Linked DNA regions of Gossypium hirsutum: region 2 is linked to region 1. Evidence: chromatin contacts called from public Hi-C data. All regions are on one chromosome and are shown on one strand. Each heading gives the region's core, a stretch centred on a gene start, on an enhancer-like site or on the middle of the called end of the contact. The rest is flanking DNA. Distances are from core to core; before and after follow the strand shown. Region 1 holds the start of LOC107904064 (homeobox-leucine zipper protein ATHB-13). Region 2 has its middle 21 kb from the start of LOC107904066.

Region 1 (2,721 bases), core at 121-2,620:
AGGACATTATTATTCCTACTAATAAACTTCGCAGGTTTTACTCTGGTAATCTACAGGAATGGTTCATTTCAAATTTGTAGAATCATTATGACATTTGCTTTGGGAAGGTTGAATGGAAGTGAATTTTTAGGATTATTATCTAGTGTATTTGGAATAATCATAATCTTTTCATCTTTCAGGGTACGACTTGGAACAGCAATAATACTATTAAGGTCTCGTAGTTGGGCCAAGCAATTTTTGCTGTCTGACAAGAGGCCAATTGAGAAATATATTTGGAAACCGATCCTTTGCTCTAATTTGATTGGGAGTGGGAAATACAGTTGGATCCGTTAGACATGAGGATGGTTCTGCGGCAGCAGAGGGAGTTGTGAGAAACCGAAATGGGGAGTGGATCACTGGCTTTAATAGGTTCTTGGGCAGCTACTCAATGTTCGAGGTTGAATTGTGAGGCATATTGGATGGATTAGACATCTTACTTGACCGAGGTTTTGATAATGTGTTGATCCAGACAGGCAGCTTGGAGGTGCTTACGGTCATCTAGGAAAGTCTTATAGGAGGGTCCAATTCAGCTCTGATCAGAAGGATTCTTCAACTATTGTATCAAATTCGCCATTGGAATATTTGTTACATACTTAGAGAAGAGAATCAGGAAGCCGATAGGTTGGCCTGGTTGACTCACTTGGGAAGTCAAAGCCTGCACATTTTTAGGGAATTGAATTTACCTATGTAGGTTGTGTCTTATAATTTCTTTTTCATCATAAAAAAAAAGGTTGTGTCATGTAATTCTTTTTCATTAAAAAAAGAATAAGGGAGTAACATTTATAGAAAAAGTAAATTATTTATAGCTATCAAGCTAAGTTAAGATGATTAAGGGAACCAACTGTTACTGGGAAATTTAAGGAAATAACCGGCAGTGAAAAGATTAATTTACTTCCAAGAAGTAAAAAAAAAAATTGAGAAATTTATGAGTTTGCACTACATTGAACTTATAAATTTAATAGTTGATTAATAAAGAGAATTATGTAAGTGATATATAAAAAGGTATTTCCAACCGAAAATGACCCTCATATTATTGGACTTGGATTGGAAGCACTCCATGAAATTGTTTTCAGAGTCACCACACCAGGCTTAATTTAGTTAGCAGCTAAGCCTTTTCTTCGTTTTTTCTTTTCTTTTTCTTGTCTCACTTTTGTCCCCAACATGCAAATGGGTTGTGTGCGTCAACAAATTATTTAATCAAATAATCATGAATTTTCTTTTTATTGTTAAAAGACTTTTTATAACCAAAAAAAAAAAATACACCGCTTTTCCCTCTCCAATGCCTTATTTATAAAAAAAAGAAAAAGTAAAATAAGATAAAATTAAAAATCCCTGTTTTCTAATGAAATAAATCCATCCTCGTATAAAGAGACTAAATGAATGGAAGAATAGAGTCATCATCGTTCATATACATCTCTTTCTCTCAATAGAAATAATATAAAAGAAACAACAGTTTCTTCCTAAAAAGCTAGAGGTTGCAGTTTGATAAGGTATATAAGCTATCAATTTTCTACAAATCTCTGCATCACCTTCATTCCAATTCAAGAAATTCTAGTTTTCCTTTTAGTCTGATATATGTAAATATATATCGAATCTCTCTTTTGCTTTTCTTGCATTAAACTCTGTGTCCACTCCGAGGATCTGCAACAATCATGAGTTGGTGAAAATAGAGTTTTTCTTTAATATTCTTGCAGGCTTATTTAAAACAAGACCTGTCTGCCATCTGCTCCATGTCTTGCAATGGAATGGCTTTCTTCCCAGCAAATTTCATGCTCCAAACGCCTCATCATGATCACGAAGATCATCAACGCTCCACTAATTCTATCAATCAAATCCTCCCTTCTTGCACGGCGCCCCAGGAGTTTCATGGTACTTAGTCTCACATATATATCTTTATGCTTTCATCTGCTCTAAGTCTATGCTGGAATTCAATTTGATTTATGTTTTGGAGCGACAGGTGTTGCATCATTTCTGGGGAAGAGATCAATGTCTTCATATTCAGGTATAGATCATGTGTGTGAAGAAGCAAATGGAGAGGATGATATATCGGACGATGGGTCACAGGCAGGTGAAAAGAAGAGGAGGCTTAACATGGAACAGGTAAAGACACTAGAGAAGAACTTTGAGTTAGGCAACAAGCTGGAACCCGAGCGAAAAATGCAGCTGGCTCGAGCTCTTGGACTGCAACCAAGACAGATTGCTATTTGGTTTCAAAACAGACGAGCTAGATGGAAAACCAAGCAACTTGAGAAAGACTATGATCTCCTCAAGAGACAGTACGAGCTCATCAAAGCAGAAAATGATGCACTTCAAGCTCACAACAAAAAGCTTCAAGCAGAGGTAAACCCACAGTATAAATATATATATATGTTTAGTTGTTTACGAGCTAATTCATGTTGTGGGTGTGTGGAAGTAGATAATGGCACTGAAAGGCAGAGAAGCTAGTGAATGCATCAATCTGAATAAAGAAACAGAAGGTTGTAGCAGCAACCGAAGTGAAAACAGCTCGGCTGTGAAGCTGGATAACGACAGGCCGCCGCAGCCGCCGGCTACGATTAGCAGACCAGCAAAAACCCTATTTCCAACAGGACTGTTCCAAGCGGCGTCGTCAAATTCAAGCCACGATGATCATCATCAACCTTCTCAAATGGTTAAAGAAGAGAGCCTCATCACCAACATGTT
Region 2 (2,721 bases), core at 122-2,621, 35 kb before region 1:
ACAGGGATCCCCCCACCCCTATATTTATATGTTTTTTTTAAGTACTTGCATAATTAATCACATGTTAAATTCTTCAAATATGTCTCTCTATCTTAAGTACAATGTTTTGAGTAACATAACATAAAGGTTTCTCTCTTTTTCTTATTAATCATTAGTTCATTAGTCAAGGTCATATGTAATTTCATCATCTAATGCAAACAATATTCTAAAAGTTTTGCTGGTTCAAAGTTACAGATTCAATGAATATTTGATCATAGCAAAGCAAACAAAGAGCACTCATGTTTGCATTTGGGTTTGTTAGTAGAGGTAAATAGTTCATGATCGTGGTAGGACTAGGGTTAGGATCCAAAAACAGAAGCTAAGCGAAGGAATAATACAAAATATAAGGGTTAATGCGTAGTTTGTCTTTTAAACTTATTTAAAAGTACTTAGTTGGTATTTGAATTATTCTTTTACTTAGTTAATATCTGAACTTGTATTTAGCAATCCAAGTTGGTACCACTACACTAACATCGTTAGTTTGTAATGATGTGGAACTGATGACCAATCATATAGTGACATGTAACAGCCTCTCAGCAAGACACATGAATGATATAAATTTAAAAAATTAAAAAATATAAATTAATTTAAAAAAAGAATAATTTTTTTAGACACGGTCAAGTACTAGCTAAGTACTTTTGGACAATTTAAGGGACAAACTACATGTTACCCCTTAAAATATCAACGTTGTCAACAAATTAGAACAATGTGATAAAATACAAATTTAGGTATAAATTAGGTAAAAAAAGTTTAAGTACCAATTAAATAATTTTGAACAAATTCAGGATAAACTATATATTAACAAATAAATAAAAAAGAGAAGTAAGCCAATGAAAGCTAAACTATTACTATCACCCCTTAACAGTATCTTCAAACATAGTCAATAGTATGAGATTTATTACGTGGGGGACAAGCTTGTGAAAGCAACATATTTGACATTTCTTAGGTGGCTTATGGAAACATATACTACTATTGATGATCAGTACATATGAAAGTTGATGAGGATAAAAGGAAATTGTCTGCTTAAAAAGAGCTGTTTGCCAAAACAAAGACCCCAGCACCCTAAAGGAAATGATAATGGAGTGGAAGCATCTATGTCTAATCAAATAAATAAACCCGTATAAGTATGTTAAGTTAGGAAGCTAGGATTTCATGTTGATCATTGCAGAATCTTGCTTTAGCTTGGATTTATGAGAAGATTTTGTTTCTCTAATGCCAAATGATTAAGTGCAATGGTGGAGTGTGGACGTTAAATGGAGTGTCTTGAGATATATAGAGAGGGGGAGATGGGGCTCAACTCAAAGACAAAAAAGGACCTGCAGCGGTTGCAGGGTTCCTTGCATTGGCTTTTCAAAAACCCTATTCTTCTCTTTCTCTCTCTTTTATCTTTCAATTTCAAACACAGAGCCATTTACAGTTGCAGAGATGAAAGGAAAGGACTGAAACTGAGGAAAGGATAATGGATGGGAAAGAGGGTTTGGTCCTAATGCACGATAGGTGTTGGTGGGTTAGGTAGCAAACCCCTGACCCCCGGCCCCCCCTTGGTCTTGGACCCATCCCCTTAGATTCCTACCTCTTCTCTCTCTCTTCCTTTAGTTTAAACCCTAACTAAGATGCATCCAACTCAGTTCTCTTTTTTCTTTTATGTAACCATTTAAAATATGACATTCATCACAAACTTTCTTTCTCTAAGAAACCCTAAACATTTTTCACCCCACTCTTTGCATCTATCTTATTTGCTTAATACAAGTAGTAAGCAATGCTACTAGGAACAAGTGTTGGTGTAATGGTAAGAAATAATACTTTTTATAAGTAACGGTAAATTTAAACTTCTAAGACAACATTACTAAGAAGAATAATCATCAACCACATACATGGTTATAAAACGAATATAAAAATACAAAAATAAAAGAACAACGTCGTCATCGTCATCAAAATAACCCACTTCACATTAACTAGGAATATTAAAAAATATGAGATACGATATATGCTATATAAATTTTATTAAGTTTCAATAAACTAGATAATGGCAAATAAACAAAAAAAAAATTAAACTAAATTTAATTAACTTCATTTTTATTGATCCATCGTCATTTGGTTCATTAATAGTGCATAGAATTTAATGTTATAAAACACCACTATTCAGGGAGGAATTAGACAATGTGATCTTCTTTGGCCTTACATTTTCATTTAGAGTATGAAAAGATTAGGCCAAAGCATCCAATCTATAGTTTCAAGGAATTGTTGGCATCCACTCTACCTATCTCGTAATGGCCTACACATCTCACACTTATTTGCAAATGATTTATTTTTTTTTCTATGAAGAAAATATAGAGTAAGCTAAGTTACATCTTAGAAACTCATAATTTTTTCAAATACTATTCGGAAATAAAATTAATGTTGGGAAAACCCAAATTTTTTCTCTAAGAATATCGTTGAGGTGAAGGCATACATTACCAGTTTTAAATTGGGCTTTCAAAGAACAAATAATCTCATAAATTATCTTGGGATACCAATTTTCAACAAGTGAGTAATTAAGGATATTTATCATTTTGTTGTTGAAAAAAATCAAATCTACTTTGAATGGTTAGGAAGCAAGCTTACTGTCTATGGTGGGCTAAGTTACTTTAGTTAAATTAGTACTAAAGATCATTCCAGGTTACTTCATGCAGATGACACTTA

The links. A called contact is a pair of places that touch in the nucleus more often than the background predicts.
Region 2: a Hi-C map of fibers shows a contact between it and region 1, with 2.9 times the contacts expected there. The contact joins the enhancer-like site here to the promoter of LOC107904064 in region 1. A contact is called at or near these places in 4 of 34 Hi-C or Micro-C datasets (callus, fibers, leaf and 1 more).

What each region holds. Positions count from the first base shown.
Region 1 is chrD05:35,202,783-35,205,503 of Gossypium_hirsutum_v2.1, reverse strand. It overlaps LOC107904064 (homeobox-leucine zipper protein ATHB-13), which reads left to right and starts at 1,370. Exons shown (of 4, transcript XM_016830333.2): 1 at 1,370-1,529; 2 at 1,734-1,908; 3 at 1,997-2,379; 4 at 2,456-2,721. The coding sequence starts at 1,770.
Region 2 is chrD05:35,237,366-35,240,086 of Gossypium_hirsutum_v2.1, reverse strand. No RefSeq gene overlaps it. Among protein-coding and RNA genes, the nearest start is that of LOC107904066, 21 kb to the left of the region's middle. Within about 2 kb of position 1,371, at least 3 of the 9 cell types and tissues checked have an H3K27ac peak or open chromatin away from gene starts, as enhancers often do. A contact at or near this core is called in fibers, where this site is marked.